Linked DNA regions of Mus musculus: region 1 is linked to region 2. A link is a contact called in public Hi-C data. All regions are on one chromosome and are shown on one strand. The core of a region is the stretch at or near the end of the contact, and the rest is flanking DNA. Distances in the headings are between cores, read along the strand shown. Region 1 has its middle 41 kb from the start of Ptprf. Region 2 holds the start of Ptprf (protein tyrosine phosphatase, receptor type, F).

Region 1 (6,537 bases), core at 1,502-4,001, 41 kb after region 2:
TCACAACAATTTGGGGGGTTATGTTTTGTTTTGTTTTGGTTTTTTCTTTCTGACCCTGCTGGCTCTGGCCCAGAGATCCATTCATCTACTATATGTAAGTACGCTGTAGCTGTCTTCAGGCACCCTAGAAGAGGGCGTCAGATCTCGTTACGGATGGTTGTGAGTCACCATGTGGTTGCTGGGATTTGAACTGAGGACCTTCGGAAGAGCAGTCAGTGCTCTTAACCACTGAACCATCTCGCCAGCCCCATTCACAACCACTTGTAACTCCATTTCCAGGGGTCAGCACATACATGGTATATATACATACATGCAGGCAAAACACCACTTGTACACATAAAATATATATCAAAGTACATCCTTAAAAAAGCAAACCATTTTTCTTCAGTAGAATCAAAATGAATAATTCATATAAATTTGACAAAAGATGTCCACGACTTCTATATTGACAAAATACTGTTGAGAGGAAGATATCCAAGTCAATAGGAAGATACTGTTTCTGTGGTTGGAAAAACCCAATATTAAGATCTCACTAGTCTCTAAATTTAATCCATCGAATCCCTATCAAAATTCTAAGTATCTCTTCTTCAGAAATTGGCATGATTATCCTAAGATTTATTTATTTGTCCTTTTTTAGAAACAATATATTTATTTATTATGCATACAGCATTCTGCCTGCATGTATGCCTGTGCCAGAAGAGGGCACCAGATCTCATTACAGATGGTTGTGAGCCACGATGTGGTTGCTGGGAATTGAACTCAGGACCTCTGGAAGAGCAGCCAGCACTCCCAGCCTCTGAGTCATCGCTCCAGCCCTTATCCTAAAAAGGATCCCAGTAACCAATCAATCGTCTTGGAGAAGGACCAAGTTGGAGAGCTCCTACTTAATGATTTCAGAATATCCATCAAAAGCTCTCTGTGGGCTTTCTGGCCACCCTGACATGAGCTGCTTTGGGACGTGCCTGTACACAGGGTCTCAGCATCCGGATAGTCAGCCTTGCCTCAGACCTAAAGCAACGGAGCCTGCAATCGCCAACAGAAATATCAGAGATGGACAGCTTTCCTTTGCATTTGTCTTCCTCCTTTCTTCCTACCCTCCCTCCCTGCCTCCCTCCCTCCCTCCCTCCCTCCCTCCCTCCCTCCCTCCCTCCCTCCCTCCCTCCCCCTGTCCTTCCCTCCCTTCTTTCCTTCCTTCTTCCTCTTTCTTTTTTGTTGTACTGGCAACTAAATCCGGGGAACTCATGCATGCTGGCTAAGGCTCTACCACCGAGCTAAGAACCAAGGCCTTTTTCAGAGATTTCCAAAATACTTTTGTTACAATGTGACAAAGATCTCTACGAAGTCCTTTGTCGGGGCCTCTTGGAATACTGTTCCTTTATCCCAGTGTATTGGAGGAAGGGTGGGAGAGGTGGAGGATAGGGGATAGGGGTGATGGTGGAGAGTGCTCCTTCTCTTGTTACTTTAAGGAGAGCATAAGTGTGTCATTCAGCAGACAGACAAACAGCCAACCGTCCTCTCTTCTCACTTTCCTGTAGAAAGTTGAGTCCCTTGAATCTGGAGTGGCCCAGGAGGACCATTTCCAGGAATGGTTCAGACTGGACTCTAACCCAGCCTCGTCTCCTCTCTGCGGTGAGGACCAGGCAGGACACAGCAGACAGGGCACATTACGGGGTCAGGATTCAGCCTTCTTGACTGACTGTCTCAGTGCCTTCGAAAGCTGGTGTCTGTCAGCAGAGACCATGGAGCAGTGTGGTCTAGGTTATACAGCCAGATGCCACACCTCAGGGCTAGCTTCTTTAAGCTGTCTCTCCAGGGAAGTCCTTCATCATGTTGGGTCTTAGCTGTCTTCCCTGTGCGGTATGAATCAAGTTCTGCATTCAAGCTATTGCAATACAGAGGATTTCTAGAGATATGTGGAATAGTGAGGCATGTCCCTCACCATAAAAAAAAAAAAAATCCACAGAGTTAGGGCAAGCCAGTTGGCTCAGCCAGCGAAGGTGTTCTGAAGCCTAATGATGAAAGTTCCGATGCTTGGAACTCATGATCGAAGCACTCCTAAAAGCTGCTCTCCACATGCATACCATGGCACATGCCAATTGGAATACACACACACACACACACACACACACACACACACACACACACACACACACACACTCCACAAGTAGTAAATAAAATAAAAACAAAAACGAAGGAACTCATTTAAAAGTAGCTGCCTAGACCCAGCCTCTCCTTGGCTACCTCTACAGCTCTGTGCCGGAGAAGCAGCATAAAGGTGGCTCTCTGTGGCTTTCCACGCTTGGGCTACACTGTTTCTACGACTGGACCTGCCGGAGGGAAGCTCTTTCATGCCACAAAACAGTTTATCGTTGTTCTGTTTCTTGAGCAGCTCGTCTGACCTTACACCTTCAGGGAGAAGCTTTCCCAGGATCCCAATAGCCTTTGGACTAGGGAGCGATCTTGGGGTAAAAAGCAATTTGGGGTTAAGGAGGTATCTTGCACTGAGAAGCAACTTTAGTCCGAGAGCTATTCTACTGGAAATGTTAGCTCTGCTCTGTAAACATGACACTCGAGCATTTCCATGCCCTGTTTCTTGGCCCAAGGGTTTTGTTGTGGTTAATACTGTGGTCTGTCTATTTTATGCTTCATCTTCCTGGAAACAGTAAAATGTTTAGCTGTCACACATTCTTGGCTCGTGCTTTGCCTTGGGCCAGCTGTGTCACTGTGAGCAACACAATGGAATCTCAGGACTTTAGACCAGAGAGAACCAATACAATCCCTTCACTGAAGGGAAATGAGGCATTGAATGAGGTGAGGAAGAGAGATTGGACCACAGAAATGTCAAAGTGGCCCTTTTCAAGGTCATCTCTGTTCGCCTGTCTCTATAGAATCTGCCTCTCCAGTGTGTAAAACAAACCTTGGAGTAGGTAGCCACTGGATATCCTTCCATGCACAAGTTTCACAGCTATTTCTCTGTGTGTAAATCAGCTGTGTCATTAAATTCTTTATAGAGAGTCCCCCGGTCAAGTATTATGATCAAGCTATGTCATTAACATAGATGGACATATTTGTGTACCTTTGCAGGTTCAGAATTTATTGAATAGCTATGTGACAAGCCATATATTTTTTAAAATCAAAATATACTGGAAAGCTATGGTAATTGGCACAGTATGGCACAGCACAGAGGTAGCCATTTAGAATAAATGCTAGGGGCTGGTGAGATGGCTCAGCAGGTAAGAGCACTGACTACTCTTCCAAAGGTCCTGAGTTCAAATCCCAGCAACCACATGGTGGCTCACAACCATCCGTAATGAGATCTGACGCTCTCTTCTGGAATGTCTGAAGACAGCTACAGTGTACTTACATAAACAAATCTTTTTTAAAAAATAGAATAAATGCTAGGATAAAAGGGAGGTTCTGTGGTCAGTTGGTTCTCAGCAAAGATGTTAAGAAAGAACACTCCTTTGACAAACAATGATGGGTAATTATCCACCCACCTGGAAAGAAAAGAGTTGAGATCTCCCATTGGACACCTTGTACAAATATCAACTCAAAATGGACCAGATTTAAATGTGAGAGTCAAAACTATAGAATGCTTAGAAAAAATATGCAGCTAAATCTTTATGAGCCTGCTTTAAGCAAGAGCTTATTAGATATACCATCTAAAGAAAAAGCAACCAGATAAGAAATAGGCAAATTGGACTTCACCAAATTTTAAGATTTGGGCTGGGGAAACAGCTTAGTGGGTAAAGTGTTGGCCGTGCAACCATGGCGACCTGAGTTTGATCTCCCCAGAACGTATGTAGAAGGCAGACAGGGTAGCATAGAGCCTGTAATCCCAGCATTGGTGAGCTTGGGGGCGGTGGCAGACCCAGGCAGATCCCAAATCCCAGGGACTTGCTAGCCAGTAGTCTAGCTGAAATGATAAACCCCAGGTTCAGTGAGAGACCTGTTGTCAAATATATATATATGTGTGTGTGTGTGTGTGTGTGTGTGTGTGTGTGTGTGTGTGTGTGTGTGTGTGTGTGTGAGAGAGAGAGAGAGAGAGAGAGAGAGAGAGAGAGAGAGAGAGAGAGAGAGAGAGACTAGAGAGATGGCTCAGTGCTTAGGAACCCTGGATGCTCTTCCAGATGACCCAGGTTTGATTACCAGCATCCACATGGTGTCTCACAGCCATCTCTAACCCCAGTACCCAGGATCTGATGGCTGTCCTGGGCTCCTTGGCCATTGCACGAATATGACATACATGTAGGCAAAACACCCCTACACATTAAATAAACATAAAGGAGATAAAAAGTTGGATGTGTGCGTTCTGGCAACTCCAGAGCTGTAGTGCGGGAAGACAGGAGGACCTCAGCAGCTTTCTGGCTGCCAGTCTAGCTCTAGTTACAAGAAGGGGCCTCATCTCAAGGACTAAGGCAGAGCATGATAAAGCAGTACACTCAACATCTTCCTGTGACTTCCATGTGTACACCTCATCTCCATGCTTCATGCACATCCCACTGAATTCCATGGACTCGACAAATGCAGATGCTGGAGCTGTGGTGCCGTGCAGGTTGGGGAAGAAAGATACTGAAGTCACTATAACATAAACAAGTTTGTGCGCGTGTGCTTGTGCGTGTGCATGTGTGTGTGCATGTGCGTGTGTGTGTGTGTGTGTGTGTGTGTGTGTGTGTGTGTGTGTGTGTGTGTGTGTGTGTGTGTGAAAGCAGCTTGAATGTGACCAGTGATGGCTGTGGCTTCCAGATGATGGATGCCCTGGATGTACACAGGGACGACTGTTTCAATCTTTTTTTTTTTAAAGATTTATTTATTTATTATATGTAAGTACACTGTAGCTGTCTTCAGACACTCCAGAAGAGGGCTTCAGATCTCGTTACGGATGGTTGTGAGCCACCATGTGGTTGCTGGGATTTGAACTTCGGACCTTCGGAAGAGCAGTCGGGTGCTCTTACCCACTGAGCCATCTCACCAGCCCCGACTGTTTCAATCTTAACAAAATGCTGTAAATAATTGAACTTTGCCTTTAAAGAAGCTAAACCCTGTAGTCTATGAACTATTAAGAACAAACAAATTGACCGGGGTGTGCTGTGCATGGCTGTATTCTCAGCATTTAGATGGCAGAAGCAGAAGGCTCAAGAGTCTAAGATCATCTTTGACTACATAGTTTGGGGCTAGCCCAGGCTACAGGACACCCTGTCTCAAAAACAAGACAAAATAGGGGCTGGAGAGTTGGTGTATCAGTTTTGGAAGAGCACTGGCTGCTCTTCCAAAGGTCCAGGATTAGATTCTCAGCAACCACATGATAGCTCATATCTGTCTGTAACTCCAGTCCCAGGGCATCTGATGTCTCAATTCTGGCTCCCATGGGCGCTATGCATGCTAATGTTAATGTTGCACAGGCATACACGCAGGCACACACCCATACACACAAAGACAAAAACAAACCCACAAAGCACAGCAGCCAGACTGGTAGCAGTTATGGTCTGACACTGCCCCCAACCCCAGAATAGCTGCAGCGATTTTGTGGCATGCTCACCAGCTATTTCATAAAGTCGCTGTAACATGCCTGCCAGTCATTGACACAGAGAAGTGACCTGACTCAAGGACAACGTGCTGACTGTATACCCTGTTTTGTTCTGTATGTTCTGGGTGAAGTTTGCTAATCTTAAGGAACTCCACGAAGCTTTACATAGGACCCACCAAATCAAAGGTCAGTATGAAGTGTTCTGTCTAAAACGGCTTGAGTCAGCGCTGACCACCGGGCAGCCCTTCCTGCGCGTACGTAATGAGCTCACTGTGGTTTTTGTGGCTGACACTGAAGAATGCTACTACACTAATAAGCCAAAAGGTTATGATTATAATACTCATGCTCTGTTATCTCAGTGTTCTGAAATCCCCTGGTCACCACCACCCTTACCTTACTCAGGACCAGGCAGCCTAAAGGTTAGCTGATAACACTTGGCCAACTGTTACCTCCTGTCCATTCATTTAAACTTGTGAACCTGGTTTTTCCTCTGAAAAGAGCCTGCCCAGAGAGCAGACTAGGACCGCAGTCCTTTTTTATGGTGTGCATTCAATAAATCATTCTTGCTTAACTGAGGTCAGCGTTTGGTCTGAGTGGCGATTCCTGCATCCCAACAGCAGCAGTTACTCAGGCCCTGGGAAAGGGTATGGGAGAGGAACGGGGCACTGGTGGTTAACAAGCATAGGGATGCAGGCGAATCAGATGAAGAATATCCAATGTCCTAAAGCACACTCTAATCACTGTGATGGACATATGATTATAGATTTCACTTTAGCTAGTAGAGAAGATTTCAGGTGTTTCTAACGAATAAATGATAGGTCCTTGAGGACACAGATACATCACACACTCTGATCTGACGGTCGCACGATGCAGGCATGTATTCAAATGTCAAGTGACCTCCATGGATATGTCCAGTTGCTAGGAATCTGTGAAAATTAGTACAAAAATCAAGCATATTAGATACACACAAATAAAAGATCATGGAATATAACAACACAGTCTGATCTAAA
Region 2 (6,842 bases), core at 1,380-3,879:
CCTAGGCCTGTGCCTGGCACACAGACAGCAATCAATAACAGGTTACTGACTCTCTTTTCCTTCCCCACGAAGTGCCTGCTCACTCCCACAGCTGCACAGTTCTCTCGGCTTCTCATAGCAGCCCTGAGGCCCACCCTAGTCTCGATTATCTTTCTACAGGGGACTGAACCTAAGACCCGCAAAGAGATCTTGCCCTGTCACGCTGGAGCGCAGAGGTTGTTCAGGCTGGGGGCTACCTCCTCCCACTGAGGTCCTCAAACTGACTCTAGTACAGGTGACTGGGAAGAAGTATAGAGACAGCACAAAGCACCGGGAACAGTATCTTGCTACACATCAATACAACTCACAAGGCAAGGTTTCCAGCCAGCCTAGCCTTGCTGCAGTTCACCTCACCCCACCCCCAGCAAACTGCTTCTCTGGCACCCAGAACTAAAGTCCTCTTCCCATAGCCCTAAACACATGGGCCTGGACAGAGGGAAGGGGATGCGGCTGCGAGAAGAGAAGGATCCTATTAAAACTGTCCCCATTAGAGGAAGGGAAGAGGACCATGGTGACTCAAGGGAAACAAAACCATGAAGGAACTGTATTAGAAAGTGCAAGAAAGCATGTGTGCAGCAAGGCCTGAGGCTGAGTGTGCAGGGCGCACGCACAGACAGGTGTGCCCTGTGTGCAAGCACAGCGGGTTTCTGCAGGAGGGCTCCTCCTTCCAGGGACTGTGAAGTGCACTGGCAGAATGGAGGGTGAGCTGAGACCCAGAAGGCAGGTGGGAAGGTGGGGCCTATGGGGTATGTGGCCTGAGCCCTAGCTGAGAGTGAAGGCTTGTTCTTAAAGAGTCGTTGGAGCCCTAGGCATATCCACATAATCTGTAAAAACAGGGATTTTCACGCTCCCTGAAGCAAGAGTTAAAACGGAGCCAAAACAGAATACCCCCCCCCTGCCCGGCCCCCGATTTCCTGTCAGACCTCTCCCCTGGATCCTATCAGGTTCCTGGTACCTCCCAGAGGATCCCAGACTGGGCCCTTCATCCAGGAACTACCACTGACTGTCCTTCCTTCCCCAGGCCTACCAACCAGAAAATACTTCCCCGTATTCCCAGGCCAGAGCCAGCACCGGGTCACTCAGGATGCCACCCTGGGCCCTTCAGCAGCACAAGTGGAGTCTTCCTCAACAACAGCCCTTGGTTATCCAGCATCCCCAGGCCGGCCCTGGCTGCTCTCAGGGTGGTCCTCCCTCCCATTCCACAGCTACTGGCAGGTAGAGCTCCCACCCCACCTGCTCCAACTCAGGGGCCCTGCAGAGGGAGGGGGAGAAATGGGGAGAAGGGCTAGCCCCTCCCCCTCCCGGGGTAAGAAGAACCAGAGGGGCCGCATTCCGGAGACGTGGGGGAGGGGGCCTGACAGAGGGGGATTCAGAGACACCAAGCAGAGAGACACCTAAGGAGGGAGCTACAGAGACATGGAGGCACAGAGGCCCGGGGAGAGGGAACAGGGAGACCCGGGGAGAAGGAACACGGAGACTCGGGGAGAGGGAACATGGAAACCTGGGAGAGGGAACAGGGAGACCTGAAGAAAGGGAACACGGAGACCTGGGGAAAGAGGACAGGAAGACCAGGGAGAAAGAACCCGATACTCGGGGAGAGAAACAGAGACTGGAAAGGGAGAGAAACCCACGGCTGGACAAGCTGAGACCGCAGGGAGGAAGATCGGGAGGCAGTGAGCGACACAGGGAGCCGGAGACACCTAGGGAAACCGAGAAAGGCGCCGAGACGAAAACCCGGGCGCAGAGACTGGGGACCAGGCACACCCGAACGGGACGGGACGGGGCGGGACGCCGGGAGGCGACTGAGTGAACTTTCGGAGCGGGTCCGAGCGCACCCGTCCTCCCGGGACGAGCCGCTCTGGGGCCTCGAGGGCGCCGCTCGAGGTGGGGGTTGGGACCGCCCGGCCGGCCCCTCCCCGGGCCGCGCTCCGTACGGAGACCAGGGAAGGGGGGCTCGCAACTCACGCCCCGCTCGTCCCGGGGCCGCACGTGCGCCCGGTTGCCCGCGAGACCCGGCGTCGGCTGCGGCTCTTCCGCCGGCGGGGAGGGGGCGCCGTGGGACGGGGGAGGCGGCCTGGACCCGCCCGGGGCCGGCGGGGGAGGCTGAAGGCCGCCCCCGGAGCGCGACCGCGGCGGATGGGGAACCGGGCGCCCACCGGCGCGGGGAAACTTTGCACGGGGGGTGCGGGCTGCGGCTCAGGTGCGGCGGGGGCTCGGACGAGATCGCGGGCGCGGCAGGTGGGGGCGCGGCCCGGCCTCCGGGCGCCCCCGGGCCCGCCCCCGGCTCAGCTCCACGGACGCGGGGGCAGGGTGGGGATGGCGCGGAAGGGCCGCGCATCGAGGGGCCCGAAGGGGGCTCGGGGGGTCACTCACCGCCTCTCCGGGGGCCGTCGGTCTGCATGTCCCCCCTCGAGCCGCTGAGGCCGCCGTTCTCAGTCCGCCGCTGCCGCCGCCGTCGCCCGCTCCCGCCACCGCCACCTCCACCGCCGCCCGAGCAGGAGCCGGAGCCGGAGCCGGAGCTGGAGCCGGAGCCGCCGCCTCTGCCGCCGCCGCCGCCACCGCTCCCGCGCCAGCTCCAGCCGCGCGCGCCCGCCCGCCCGCGCCCGCGTCCCTGCCCCTGCCGTGCGCGTCCCCGGCGCCGCCCCTCCCCTCGTGCACTCTCGCTTGTAGAGGAGTGGAGCTGTAGGCCCAACGAGGCTGCAGACCAACCCCAAGTCTAAACCGCCTGGAACATCAAAATTGAGCTTAAACCTCAGGAACGAGCGTGGATAGAACCAAACTTAGACACAAAAGTCCAGACCCTCCCAAATCCTCACATGTACGTAATACTTCTCTAGGGTCCCCTGCCGCCAATCCAACCCAGAACCACCTTTAAACCTAATGTTGAGTCCAGACCCTAAAATTTGCCTAGCAATCAGAAAAAGTAGTAATTTTTTTTTTAACTGAACGCCTATAGTGTATGGACTCCAATTACAGATTCGAACACTAAATGGCTTCATTTCTTCTACCTGGCCTAAGTTTGATATTGATAGCAGCCCCAACCCTTGGTCTGAATGGAGTCCGGTATAGATATTGAGACCCTTATACAGAAGAAAATACTATGCTAAGGCAGCTGCCTCACACCGGAGCCCAGTGCTTTCATGTGTTCTAGTCTCTGCTTTATTTCTATCCCAGACAAGAACATTTCCCTGCTGGGATTCTTGATTTTTAAAGAAGATTTTTATTTATATATGTATTTGTGTGTGTACGCCAGTGTGTGTGTGTGCTTGTATATGCATATTCACCGTGTGGTGTTACAGGAGGGTGTGAGGAACCCAGTGTGGGTGCCGGGAACCAGACCCAAGTCCTCTGCTCTTGATTGCTGAACACTCCAACGCTGAAACTCTCAATTCCAATAGAAAAATTGGAACTGGGTCACCAGAGGAGTTGGGGAACACACCCTAATACAGACACTGATCTCAATACCTCTCCCATCTTGGTGATCTTTTAGTATAATAATCTGATCCAACTCTAATAATTGTGCAACCTGAGATGGGACTGGCTTTACAGAAACTCCACACGGACCTTTATCTCTACACCGCTCTTCCCCTGTGCTCTGATCTGAGGTCAACCCCACCCAGAGGCTAACCAATATCCCAACATCTACACTAATTCTAGCAGATATGAATGATCCCCGGTCTCAAGATCTGTTCAGTATACGCCTTAGCATTGAATTCCAGACTCCTTGTCCACAGCCACACCACCCTGAAACCATCCACTTGCATTTGAACTTCACTGACCTCATGTCAAATTCAAATGCACGTGCCACCGTGTCCAGTGTGTGCAGTGCTAGGGACTAAACCAATAACCTGCTTGAAGATTTATATTCCAAGCTGTGATTATAGGGACTTGGTGATCTCCAAACAAGAGCCAGCCTTGGCATCAAAGCCTTCAGGCTCCTCACGTGAAACTATCACTTAGAAAGTCATCAAGGTCACGCCAGCCATTTTCTGTTCCCAATCCCACACCACGAGGCTTCACCATTAAGACAAGAGGTGAGACCCTTCTGGCCTCTACAGCCTGGATCAGGTGAGATCCTTTGTGAAGGCTCTGGTCTCTGCATAGCATCTCTCCGATTTTTCTGAGAATTTAAAATCAGATGAGAAATAAAAACAAGATCTGGGGACTATTGAGGCTCCTGGGTTCTCAATGGTTACCTGCTAGGTTTAGGGATCTGGGTTGAGGATCAAGTTCAGGGGAACACCTAAATCACAGGGCAGCTTTTGTCTTGGAGCTGCATTCACAAGCAGTACGCGTGCGCCCCCTGGTGTACGATAAGGCAATAGGCCTGGCTTCCGAGAATCTGGGCACTTCGGCCCAGATGACAAATAGATCAAAATGAATACTCCTAAGGCAGTGGTTTTTCACCCACGGGTAATTTTGTTGTGCTGTGGGAGAGCTGCTGCAATTTTTTTTTATCCATCTTTAAATATATTTTGTCTGTTTTTCAGAACTCTGACTGTTTAGTTCCCCAGTTTAAAAACATATAATTTTCGACCTCCTTTTCGCTGACTTCTGGAAACAGCTCTTTCCCCTGGCTTTACCGGCCTAGCCTGCCCTCCATGACCACGGGTTCTCCAATTACTTGGCCGCGTCGTCTCTTCATTTCCACGGCTCAATACTAGGTCTTTCCTTCTCCTGCCTCTTTCCACCCCTTGGCCCCCGTGTGAGCTCCAGCTCCTTGGACTAAGCCCCTTCTCTATGCTATGTCTCAGCTGTCCCTCAGATAAATAGAATTCCTGTCTCAGGTCTATCCCCATTCATCTCAGGCAAGAAACTCAGTCACTGGACCAGAAATATAGATCTCCTGCCCAATTGGTCGTCAGTCCTGCAAACTTCGTGAAGGAGACAGAGACACAGATGGGATGAGGAGAGACTGGTTAATTCTGACCTCCACATTAGCCCAACCAAAGCCAAACTCAATTTTTAAATGTTCTTGTACATAGTTATATGATAACTCACCCTTCAACTTACTGAACCTGGAGAGAGTTCATACTTGCTGAGGGACATTGGCTTCTTCCAGAAAGCCACACTTGGGCTGGGTTCGTGAGTTACGTCCCCTTGAGTTGTCACCACATCTACATCTTTGTGTTTCCCTCATCTAAGACTCTAAGGACAGGAGGGATGTGTCTGCTTCATCCACTGCCTTGTTCCAGTGGCCAACAAGGGCGCCAACACTCAGCAGGTGACTGGAATGTATTTATTAAAACAGTGAAGGGCTGGAGAGAGGGCTCAGCGGTTAAGAGCACTGACTGCTCTTTCAGGGGTCCTGAGTTCAATTCCCAGCAACCACATGGTGGCTCACAACCAACTATAATGGAATCCGATGCCCTCTTCTGGTGTGTCTGAAGATAGCTACAAGGTACTCATATACATTTAATTAATTAATTTAAAAAAACAGTGAAGATATTTTTCCCTTCTGTTCACAAGGAGCCACCAGATGTGAATGACCAGGTCAAGAAAGTTTCCCTCACCAGGGCTTAGGCAGTCACCCTGCAATCTTCGGTGGTCTTGGCATTTATGAATAGAGAAGCCCACCTGTCTTTTCTGCTCACCACCCTGAATGTCAGTAATGTGAGGTTTATTTGGTGGTCCTGTACCTCTGCCCAGTTTAGTGGCTGTGATACTCACAGGTAGGAGGGCTGAAGCCCCGCCCCACCCCCGCCCCCTGGCTGAAGGCGGCAGACCCACTCACTGCTAAACTAGCTAGGCTTCTGCTTTGGGTCACTCAGACCTACATTCTGGGGCCACCACAGCCATCTCAGGCTCTCAAACTATTGGTCTCTGTCCCATCTCTCACCTACTTTTTGGCCCCTATTTGGTATAGTACATATGAAGGCTGGGCAGAAGAACACTGGGACCCCTATGGTCTAATTTCAGAATGTATAGCACCTGGCTGCCCACAAACTCAGGGGAATGAAACAGAGGCTCAGGCCCTGAGGCCACAGGATGAGAGAACAGTCTTGGGGGGGGGGACTAGATGGCATATGAAGAAATAAAGCCAAGTCTCAGACCAGATTGTCAAACTCTGAGCACAGGGTCCATGCAGACCTGCCCCTGCTGCCCTGCTCCGAGGCCTGGAGGGGAGGCATGTCCTTGTGCTCATATGTGAAGGCCAAGTGATGTCTCCTGGCAGCAGTGCTGTGTCTGCTGTGTCCCAGCCCCAGGGTGCAGGGTGAGGGAAGCGCCAGATGTCAGTTCCCACTCTCTATTCACCCTTTGTCCAGATCCTGGGCCCACTGGATGCCCCTCAAGTTCATGACGTCAGTACATCTCTTAGCTGGTTGAAATCGAATTACATTTCAGCCTGAGTCCCCACCCCACCAGGTCAGCAGCAGTTCTGTTATCCCTCACAGCTGCCTTTACCCTCCCCTTGCTGAAAGTGCAAGAATTCTGGGGCTTTGCACAGCCCCAAAGTTGGTCCGTCTGTGCTCCTGAGCCTTTCAGGGAGAGCTTTAAACAGATACTCGAACAGTGGCCATCACTGTAATGGGGTATCCCACTATGCACTGTCCACTTCTCCAAGGCCTCACTTTCCCATCCTCATTCCCCCTTCATCCCAGGCTCTTTCTAGGCAGCTCCACCCTTCACAAAGCTTCAGCCTTTAGTCCTTGGCGTGGTTCCCCCTGCCCACCCCCCCAGCCACCGACAGCTGCTTTCCAAGGTGGTGGGGTAGACAGTGCTGTTTACCTGCCCTCCCGCATGCCTCTGACGGACGTACGTCAAGAAGAGCTCAGAAGACACAATCACCAGTTCGCCTTCCT

What was found. A called contact is a pair of places that touch in the nucleus more often than the background predicts.
Region 1: a Hi-C map of the MNK3 cell line shows a contact between it and region 2, with 2.6 times the contacts expected there. The contact joins the enhancer-like site here to the promoter of Ptprf in region 2. A contact is called at or near these places in 4 of 39 promoter capture datasets (hippocampal neurons, liver and maxillary cranial neural crest), 3 of 15 datasets of contacts at CTCF or cohesin (CD8 T cells, the NIH/3T3 cell line and pro-B cells), 29 of 484 Hi-C or Micro-C datasets (the C2C12 cell line, the HPC-7 cell line, LSK cells and 20 more) and 5 of 115 datasets of contacts at active chromatin or transcription factors (double positive thymocytes, embryonic stem cells, intestinal crypt epithelium and 1 more).

Annotation. Positions count from the first base shown.
Region 1 is chr4:118,329,325-118,335,861 of GRCm38.p6, forward strand. No RefSeq gene overlaps it. Among named protein-coding and RNA genes, the nearest start is that of Ptprf, 41 kb to the left of the region's middle. Within about 2 kb of position 2,752, at least 33 of the 459 cell types and tissues checked have an H3K27ac peak or open chromatin away from gene starts, as enhancers often do. A contact at or near this core is called in the MNK3 cell line, muscle stem cells, myocytes and 4 more, where this site is marked.
Region 2 is chr4:118,288,768-118,295,609 of GRCm38.p6, forward strand. Ptprf (protein tyrosine phosphatase, receptor type, F) reads right to left here and starts at 2,630. Exons shown (of 33, transcript NM_011213.2): 1 at 2,413-2,630.